Linked DNA regions of Anser cygnoides: region 2 is linked to region 1. Evidence: chromatin contacts called from public Hi-C data. All regions are on one chromosome and are shown on one strand. The core of a region is the stretch at or near the end of the contact, and the rest is flanking DNA. Distances in the headings are between cores, read along the strand shown.

The links. A called contact is a pair of places that touch in the nucleus more often than the background predicts.
Region 2: a contact with region 1 is called in a Hi-C map of liver, with 2.0 times the contacts expected there. The contact joins the promoter of PIM3 here to the enhancer-like site in region 1. A contact is called at or near these places in 2 of 7 Hi-C or Micro-C datasets (granulosa cells and liver).

The regions. Positions count from the first base shown.
Region 1 is chr1:20,321,785-20,327,149 of Taihu_goose_T2T_genome, reverse strand. No RefSeq gene overlaps it. Among named protein-coding and RNA genes, the nearest start is that of CRELD2, 37 kb to the right of the region's middle. Within about 2 kb of position 4,054, at least 3 of the 3 cell types and tissues checked have open chromatin away from gene starts, as enhancers often do. A contact at or near this core is called in liver, where this site is marked.
Region 2 is chr1:20,609,110-20,614,419 of Taihu_goose_T2T_genome, reverse strand. It overlaps PIM3 (Pim-3 proto-oncogene, serine/threonine kinase), which reads left to right and starts at 3,335. Exons shown (of 6, transcript XM_048047960.2): 1 at 3,335-3,643; 2 at 3,959-4,068; 3 at 4,190-4,240; 4 at 4,528-4,891. The coding sequence starts at 3,559.

The sequences.
Region 1 (5,365 bases), core at 2,805-5,304:
GGTCTGTTGGTTGGAACTGATATCAGTGAGTTTTAGAAGTGGGATTTAGCAACAGATTAAGACAACTAGGCTTTGGTGTCAAAATATTTAAAGTATTCAATAAATATTTCTAAGTGTCTTGTGCTACTTTGGATACTTAGGTACTCCAGGCCATTGAGGTAGCCTCCTCACAGGGCTAGCATATAACAGTGAATTTACAAAAGACTTGAAATGTTTTTGGAACAGCAGTTAGAGACCGAATGGGATGTCCCACAGCATATAAAATGACTCTTAGACATCTACGTTTAGGTAGCAAAAACCAGATGCATGTGATTCCAACCTAGGATGAATTAAAATTAAACTTCGACTTCTTCAGTTTAAGTAACTAGAACAACCTCCGTAAGATGAACTTTGTTCCTACCACTTTCATTCATGTAATGAATATGTGTTTTCTCCACCTTTTCTTATCAATTTGCACTCATTATGCATATCTGTTTTTAACTATCAATGATATCCTGTTCCCAAATGGTCAGGCAGAGTACCAGATCACAGCCATTAGATTCACAGGCACACACTCCATATATGCCTTCAACAAGAATAGCAGGTGAATGTCCAAGTCCTCAGATCAGCCACTATGCTTTGAGAAATGGACAGCAATGCTGTCTGGGCTCTGGGCTGGGCACAAGATCATCCCAGCTGCTCACCATCTTTATGGTCTTCCTCCTACTTGGTGATCACTCCACAAAGGCGCAGGATCAGGTTGACCAGTGGCAGCTGGCATTGTACTTGCAGACCAGAAGGGAGGCTGCTACTAGGATTTAAAATACATGTTTTACAGCATGCCAGTTTTATCAGCTTTGGCTGATATAACTATCCTCGATGTTTTAGGGAACTAAAAATTAAACAGTGCCAAATATGCAAATTCAAATCACTCTATTCGATACACACATTTTGCTAGTATGATATTGTCTGACATTTATGTTCTCAGCTAACTTTATATCTGGTTCATTCCTCATCCCCCAGCCCAGCCCTTCACAATTACCAGTTAGAGTAATAGGGCTTTGAAATTCACCTAGACAGTTATTAATCTGGACTTTGATTATCGATGTCTGCATAACTCATCACAGGTAATTTAGAGAGACCTGAGAACCAAGTGATCCCTTGTCTCCACAGTGAGATGATCTGTCTGCAACATTGCAATGTTGCTCAGAAATTGACATTTATATCTAAAGAATAAAATTTGTGTTGAATTTGATCTTTCTTGAACCATTGCACTATGAAATGTTTATACAGAAGAATTAATTTACACTTATTTTTTATTTTTATTTTTTATACATTTTTGATTTTCAATCTGCTAAAAACCCTGCTGTAAAAATTCTTGGGCTCCTACATTTTTCACTATTCTATGCCCTCAGTAATACCATTAAGTGAAGTTTTTCATACCCTTGTCTAAACCAAAGGGCACATTTACTGAAGCATACTTATGAAGAATGTTTGAATAAAAAGCATCCTTCCCAGTAAGTCTGAAACCCACTTCAGCCAGGCATGCTTTACAGCTTGATATTTGACTGACAGACGGGAGAGGAATGTTGTGTGACATCCAAGGTCATGAAGCACCTTACAGGCGGCAATCAAAAGCGAGCACAATCAAATCCAAACTAATCGTATGAGCAGGAAAGCAGCAGGCATTCAACATCAATCTCCATTTACTGGTAGAGTCTGGCTGTGAAAGAGTCCATTGTGTGTTTATGTGTGCATATGTGTCTCTGTGCAGATACACATGATGGCTGGCCCTTCGTGGCAGACCGAAGTCAAGCAGTAAGTGAAAATGAAGACATTAAAAACAACCTGTTCTGCAGTCAGTTTGGTTATTTCTTATATTCGTTTGGGTTTATTTATTTATTTATTTATTTATTTTTATTTTAAATCAATGAGATCAGTCGGGCCAAACAAGCAAGAAATAATTCAAAGCAATTATTCACAGTCCGGAACAAATCTGTAACCAAGCAGCAGAGAAAACACACCAATAAAAACTTGCAAAGATAAATAAGTGAAAAATGGGAAATAGTACATGTTGCTTAGTGTTGATATGAGTCAGATGGGGTCTGGTGTGTATACCACAGGCTATAAAGCATTTAATCACCTGTTCAAAGCCAGTGGCTGAAACCTTTTTTAACATATCCTGGTTACTCAGAAGCCTTCTTGTAGTGTAGGTTGTTATAATTTTAAAGTCAGCACCACACCTGATGCCTTTCACTGTTGGAGAAGAGAAAAGGGCAATATCTGTGACTCTCTGAAATGAGTAACACATTTCCTGCTGGCTTCAAGAGCCCTGGACATGGTCTACATGACTGTGGAGTTTTCATTCTCTCCCGACCCGGGGTGATTGACCTAAATCACAACCAGTGTTTAAGATGTCAAGTCACCTCTCAGAACCCCACGGTTAACACAGAAAGCCACAAAAGTCCTATTTCTCACTGCAGCTGAACTACAGCGCCTGCTTCCTCCCTCCTGACACTTCCTTATAAATTGGAACTCAGGGGATTCCCTCTCCCATTGCTTTTAAAAGAGCTCTTTCCAGGCTGTCCTCATTTTCCCTTCCTGGACACACTGCTGCCTGTAATTATGCTGTACTTTTGACCTGCAGTTGCCTTTTTTTTTTTTTTTTTGAGAAAGGATTTCCAGCTCATTTTCTTATATCATCTGGTTTCTGAGAAACCACTAAATCTTGATGATTTCTCTTCTTTGCTCCTCTGAGTATCTCAGAGTACAGAGTCCCATGGAGATGCACAAATCAAGCAAAATGAGTACTACCGCTCGTGGGCTACTTTCCCCTGCCAAGAGGCTCCTGCATGCCACCAGGCATGTCCAGCTCCAGGCTGGCAATCTCCAACTTGGCACTGCATTACGCCATGTCCTCCCATGGTTATACCAGATGCTTTGAAAGCTTCACAGTCTGACACTTCGTCCATCACACGGACCAAACCCAGCAGAAGCTCTGATGAAGAAGACTTCAGGTTGATTTTTATAAGTAAAGAAATCTCCAGCATGCTCTGAGAGCATGGAGGGTGCTTTAGGAGCTAGCTCGTGGCTAGCTGAGACTTTGAGAGTCAACTGCCACATGCTCAGGGGGTTACATAAATTAAAGCCACTCTAGTGACAACACATGATGGCTTACACAGCTGGAAGCTTATTCCAGGCTAATCAACATGCTTCTCCATCTCACAAGTACTGAAAAGCATAAGATAAAGATCACAATTTTTAGAGCAGGAGGGAAGCTTTACCCAAATTAACAGAAGTTAGTGAAACATTTCTAAATGACTCCATTGACTGCACAAACTGGACTACCCAAAAAGTTTTCAAGGCATTTTAGAGTTCTGAGAAGCTTCAAGGGAACAATATACCATGAAAGTGCAGTAAAGCAAGATGGAAGGAATCAGGAAGGTGAGAAGGCTTCTGGAATTTTTGGGTCATGTGCCGAAGACCTGGCCCAGGACTCAGACTTGACAGGGAATGATGCAAGAAAAGAAGATGTTATTATTTATGCTCTATAGAAATGGAGAAGGTATTAGTATCATTACTGCAGGATCACTAAGCTCAGTGGTGTTCTTTTTGTCCCAAAGGACACAAAGGTATTTCTCCAACATGGGTTTCTTCTCTGAAGCCAACACATCTATGTAATGAACATAAGGGATGTAGAAACAACAGTAGACATGAATCAGGTGTCTCAACTCTATCAGGACGTCTACTGTCCAGGCATACTTCATCATCTGACTATTTCTGAATAAATATCAGAAGTTACTTATAACTGTACGAAGAATTGCTATATCCCCAATATCATGTATATGTAGATACTACACACATATTTTAAGTTTTCTGCTTTCCATTAGAAACCTAAATATCTTTATGATCTACAGAAGCATTACTGAATGGGCTTCTTGTGCAGCCAAGCATGCACACACATCTACCTTGGTTATTGAATTGGGGCTCAGAGATATGTAGAAATTAATTTTTTTCCCTGACCAGATTTCATTTTCTTATGTGAATTCTTACCAGAATTCCTAGTGAAACTAGTACTCTCATACCAAACACATCACTTGAGCACATGTAAATATCTAGAATAAGATGTCCACGGGGGTCAATAGGGGTCTTGGGGCCATCGTTGCCTTCCTGAAGGCCTGGTCAGATGTTGGCATGACTGTAGCAGCCTCCCTCCATCCAGCCTCTCACACGCAGCGAGGCTGACAACAACACTATCCCTCCTCCCACAGCTTCCAACTGGGTGAAAGGGAAAGCTCCAGGAACAACCTGCCTCGCTGCTGTGTTAGACTTATCACAGACACAGGCCAGACCTGGCAACGAAGCATTAAACAAACATATTAGGAACAGAAAGTCGGTGCTCAAAAGCCCCTAAATCCGGTTTCTCCAGCAGAGAGTCACAGTCCCCTCTAGTGGCTATCTGACATAATGGAAACTCCTACAACATTTTAATAGGACTAAGGGTCTGGTCCACATAGGTCTGTGCAATTCAGTGAAAGCAACAGATAGGCAAACACACATATATACATTGTACAGAAATAGGTTAGGATATATGTGCACAATACATTTTCAGTTATGAATGTAAACATTTTAGGCCATAAAGGCTTTTTAGGACCAAACCCACCATATTTAATACCTTTAGATGTACATATATGTTTGTTCATATTTCGTAGTGTTGTTCACTTTGTGTTGGATTTTAAATTAACACTTTGATAGATAGTTTTTCTCTTTTTATTTAGGCACTTGCTGCTCGTAAACAAAACATCATATTCCCGGACATTTTTCACTTCATGAAGGGAAGAGGAAAAGCACTCCAATAACAGGATGTAGACTTCTTCCAACGGAAAATACCAGGGAAACTCCCAGCTTCTCTCGGTAAATCCGAGCAGTTTTCTAGCCAAAAGCTAAAAATGACCTGATGAGCCAGTGTTACTTTTAGTAAGGAAAAGGGCGCACGGGGTGGCTGGACGTGGCCCACAGAGAGTATTTTAAGTATGTGTTTTTGCATTATGTGAAAGTGATGCCAGGGAAAGTCATTGGCTTGGAATCTGTGTCCTTAGCGGACACCACCGGTCCCTGATACACAGCCACCAAAACATGCAGGGGACAATACGTCACGGCAGGTTTTCTGGCACTGCTCTCAGTGAGCAGTCTTAAAGCTCAAACCACATAGGTTTAAAGGAGTAAGGTAAGGACATGTAGATACTCACTATCTGCATAGCTGAGTAAAGAAAAGAAACAGCAGGAAATTTTGCTGGGAAACTGAGAAGTCAAAAATAAGATTTGTGCCTGTGCCGTGAATTTGCATAAAAATAACTAGTTTAGAAGGTGGACGTCACCCATCAAG
Region 2 (5,310 bases), core at 2,086-4,585, 290 kb before region 1:
CTACAGGCGTACATTAGACAACGTTAATGCCAGCAGTGCACTATGTGATGATATGCCACAGTAAACTTTGAACTGGGTTCCACACAGACATTAGAAGATAGCTTAAAGTGGCACTGTCTCCGTGCTGCAAGCAGAAACTCCAGTGGAATTTCTGTACTTCTATGCCTGATGAACTCATGCTTGCTCAGGGACCCTTGCACAGAAAAAATGATTTGTACATCAAAGAGCTAACTGGCATCCTACCCATGAATGGTTTTCCATTTATAGTTGCAAAGCCACCGCTAAAGAGGCCAAAACTAGTTTATAAAATATTTCTGCAGCTATAATTGTTTAGGACCACTGAACTGCATGTTCCAAGCCAGATCAAAAGGAGCACCACAAACCCATGAAAGGCTTATGTGTAAAGACAGGGTAAATTCCATGTCTGGGATCCATCTGTAATTCTGTCAAACCAAGAGTCCTTGTAGCTGTATACAAATTAAATGTCTGTCTGCCAAAATTACGTGAATGAAGAACAAATACCCCCTTATCTTTTTTTTTTTTTTAATTTACAGTAACTACCTTGTTTTCTTTAACGTTAAATGTAAAGTCCCCTTCCTGTTACACTGCTGTGAAAATACAAATCGGATCAGGAGTTGTACCAATACCAGCTATTGATCTTGGTCTTTTTTACGAATTTGCTTCAAAGAGATGTGTGAAGGTATGCTATGTTCTCTTATCTTAAAGTATTAGGGCTGACACAGCTGAAGAAGATACAATCCTAAATGCAAAAGTATATTAAAGAAACTCCAAATGATTTTCTTGAACAGGCTCAAGGCAAATGTATCACTGATCTATCATAGACTGACAAGACAAAGATGGATGAATGAAATTGTGAATGCAGTTAGAATGAAAAAGTCCTGATGTTTTACATGTGGAGACTAGTGATACATGCATGACTTTTCATGCTTAGCCACATACGAAAAATTAAAAAAATAACAACTACTTGTAGTGTTACTTCCCTAAATAATTAGCATTCATATATATTAATATTTAATGCCAGTTTTTCCTCTTTAGAAATATTTGCTATTTTAATAAGCAGAAATCTAATTTTGAGCATGAGGAACACTTCCTTTTTGTGTAAAACAATGCTCAAAATAGCCATCGACAAAAGATAGATGCAGCTAAATCTTTACAATATACCTGGAACATGAATTCCCAGATCATGAAATCTTCCTGTTATTTGTACCTGTTTACACCTCAGTGGCAATAAACAAAAGTATGCTGTGCATATTCCACTATCTAGAGAAACCTTTAAAAAATTTTTCATGTTACTAGAGATAGCCAAAATTCCTCACCAAAAAGAAAAAACAAACAAACAAACAAAAAAGTGCCTTTCTATTGCTTTATCTGATAAGTCCAAATCATTTTCTTAAAAATAAAAAATAAAAAAAATCATAAACCAGAAGCTTCCCAATCCCTTCAGCTGCTCAATAAACCCAGTGGTTTAGCTGCATTCCTCTGGAAATACCACATTCTGTACGACGTAGTAACTTTTATAGACCAATTGATCTAGCTTCAAAAAGCACATTCTGGGACACAAAGGGTTGAAACTGCGCCTGAAAACCTTGACCTTTACATCAGTTGGTCTAATCTAATAAAAGATATTACGCCTCCCTAGAAGCCCTTGCTTTGTTTATAGGCATGACTGTCTGAGATTGTAGCACTACTATTATCAGAGAATGCCAACTGCAACACGGCTCTCCCAGCGCCCAGAGCAGAAGGACTGCCAGCTCTTGAAGTGATTGTCCAAAAATACCCTCACTTTAGGGATCCCCGTGCAGTATCAGCTTCTCCGACTTCACTTTTTCCAACACGGGGACACGAAGCGTTCCAGATACACAGCTGGGGCGCGGGTGCTGTGAGGGGGCCTGCGGTGCTGTGAGGCACTCTTTGGGTCTGCTGCCTGCAAATGTTGTGCTGCGCCTTGGCCAAACTTCGGCCTCGCTCGTCTGCGTGCCATCCCTCCGCTTAGCCGCCTCTGGCGAGCGGCCCAAGCAGCTACTGGAGCAATTCTTAAGATGCTATTACACGCCAAGCCCAGCAGACGTTTACTTGTTTCCTGAACCAGTGGCCCACCACCTCTGGCGGGCCGACGCTTAGCAGCCTCTCCCCTCCCTGCCCGCCTCCTCAGCCCAGGCGGCCGCCGGAGGCCTGACGGCGGGCGGCCGTTAACGGCCTCCCCGGGGCCGCTCGGCGGCGCCCCGACAAGCCTCGGGGGAGGACGGGGGCGGCACGGGGGGGCTCCGAGGAGGAGCGGTCGGGGGGGGGGGGGGGCTCCGTCCCCTCACCGCCTCCACCGCCGCGGCTCCCCCCATTCCTGTAGAGGCAGCGCCCCCTGCGGGGCGGGGGCGCCGTGCCGGGAGGATCCCTCAGCCGGCCGCCGCCGGAGCGGGGAGGCAGGGAAGCCCTCGGGGGCGCTCCGCAGGGGCTGCGAGGCTGCGTGACCGGAGAGGAGCGCGGGGCTCACGGGCAGGGGAAGGGGAAGGGGAGACCCCCACGGGGACAGGGCAGAACGCGCTGCCTCGCCAGGCGCCGGCTCTGTGGAGAACAGGGCGGGAGGGGAGGGGAGAGGAAGAGCGGGGGGGGCGGAGGGAGGGGGGGAAAGCGCCGCACCCCGGCCATGGCGGCGGCGTGTCCCCGGCCCCCCCCTTCCCTCCCCGCCCGGCCCCAGACGCCGCGTCTCGGCCCGACGCGCGGCGACCTTCCTGCAGCCGCGGGGCGGGGCCGCGGCGCTCCCGCCCTCTGCCGCCCGCCCCGCCGCATGCAGATGAGGCCCCGCCTCATTGGCCTGCGCCGGGAGCTCTTTGAAAAGGCGCCCGCTGATTGGCCGCCCGGAAACGTTAACGCAAATAGGAGAATCTCCCCCCCCTCCTCCTCCTCCTCGCCCCCCCCTTGCTCGCCGCGGGTGCGCGCTGCGTTCCGCAGCCGGGCGGTAACGCTGCGCGCCGCTTACTACAAACAAGTAGTTCCCGGCCCCCCACCCTCCCCCCCTGCCCGCTGGCGCGACGGGGCGGGCCGGGGACTCCGCAGCCCCCACCGCCGCACTGCGGGCGCCCCGTCGCGGAGGGGAGGAGGGGTCGGGCCGGGGCGGCGGGGAGAGGCGTGTCCCCCCCCCCCCCCCCCCCCCCCCCCCACACACACACCGCCTCCCCCGCGGAGGGATACCCGCTCGGCGCCGTCCGCGCTCTGCCCGCACCAAAATATTGGGAGTTAAGAGGCGGCTCCGCGGCGCCGCCGGCTCAGAAGCGCGCGGGCAGGCAGGGCGGCGGCGCGGCTCCTGCGCCCAGCCCGCTCCCCCCCCGCACCGCACCGCAGGGCCGGCTTTCGGACGCGGCCCCCGGCTGGATAGGGGCCCTTTCGCCGCCGGAGGACGAGGACGAGGAGGGGGATTTGGCGCGGATCCGTGCCGGGGAGGCCGTCGGTGCCCGCCGCAGGGCCACCAGGGAAGCCCCGCGGAGGGTCTGGGCTCGGCAGCGAAGGAGGAGGAGGAGGCAGGGGGCTCCCCCCGCACGGAAGATGTTGCTCTCCAAGTTTGGCTCGCTGGCCCACATCTGCAGCCCCGCCAGCATGGACCACTTGCCGGTGAAGATCCTGCAGCCAGGTACGGCGGGGCGCCGGGGGCTTCCCCCTGCGGGCGGCCCCAGCCCCGTGGCTGGCGCCACGCAGCCGCCTGAAACTTGGGGCTTTACCCTTTTTATTACGATATTTTTTTTTATATAACCGAAGAAGATTTTTGAGGAGGAAAAAAGAAAATGTCTCGTGCAGAATTAGGGCGACGCGTCCAGCGGACGTGCTGGGGGGGGGGATTATATATAAATATATATATTTTTTTTTGATTTTTTTTTTTTTTTAATCCTAATTCCCGGCGAGGCGTAGTCCGGTCGCTAACGCCGCGCTTTCCCTCCCGTTTCCCCAGTGAAAGTGGAGAAGGAGCCGTTCGACAAAGTGTACCAGGTGGGCTCCGTGCTGGGCAGCGGCGGCTTCGGCACCGTCTACGCGGGCAGCAGGATCGCCGACGGCTTGCCGGTGAGGCTCGGGGCGGCTCGGCGCGGGTTGTCGGCGGGCTGCGGGCACGGGGCGAGCCCTGCCCTGCCCTGCCCGGCCCCGCCGCTCACCGCCCCTCCTTTCCCCTCTCCTCGCCCCGCAGGTCGCCGTGAAGCATGTGGTGAAGGAGCGGGTGACCGAGTGGGGCACGGTTGTAAGTATTTAATTCTTTTCTAATTTTATTTTTGGGGGGTGGGCTCCGTCGGGGCTATTGTGTGGGCGGCGGGGCTCGCCCCGCCCGCCGGCGCGGTGTCTGCGTCGGGGGGAATTTGGCGGGGGTTCGCCGCCGCAGCGCCGCGCCCGCCCCTCGGACTGCGGCAGCGGAGGAGCCACCCCGCAGGGCGGCGGTGGGTGGCACTGCCCTGCCTTGCCTCGTCCTGCCCTGCCCTGCCCTGCCCGCCGCCCCCGAGTGACCCACTCGCCTCCCCTTTCTCTGCCCAGGGCGGCGTCATGGTGCCCTTGGAGATCGTTCTCCTGAAGAAGGTGGGCTCTGGCTTCAGGGGGGTCATCAAGCTGCTGGACTGGTACGAGCGTCCCGACGGCTACCTGATCATCATGGAGCGGCCCGAGCTGGTGAAGGATCTCTTTGACTTCATCACGGAGAAGGGAGCCCTGGACGAGGACACGGCCCGCGGGTTCTTCCGGCAGGTGCTGGAGGCGGTGCGCCACTGCTATGGCTGCGGCGTGGTGCACCGGGACATCAAGGACGAGAACCTGCTGGTTGACCTCAGGACAGGCGAGCTGAAGCTAATCGACTTCGGCTCAGGGGCCATCCTCAAGGACACGGTCTATACTGACTTTGATGGTACGTGCCCTCCTTGCCCGGGGCAGCCCGGCCGCGCTGTGCCGAGTTTGGCAAGACCCCGCGCCCCTCCCAGGGCGATGCCCTATAGCTGCCGCTTATCCTGTTTCTGGCGCCTCCGAGTAGTGAGGGCGCCTCTGACGCAGCGGTTCATATCAGGTCTATCGGTAATGGAAACCTTTGGACCTGAAGCAGCTTAGGGTGTTCAGTTGCGTAGGAAAGAAGCAATTCCAGGCAGTGACGCAGCAGTTTATATTTCCCTGTCTTGGAAAAAGCGTTTTTTTTCCTAGAGGGCGATCTGTTTACATGGAGGCTTCACCAGTGTCGGATGTTTCCTTGTGTGGATATGCAGTTTTTACATGCAGTGCTTTTTTTAACTCGAAGCAATAGCTCTCCCCCTCCCTTTCCGCTGGTGTCCTGGA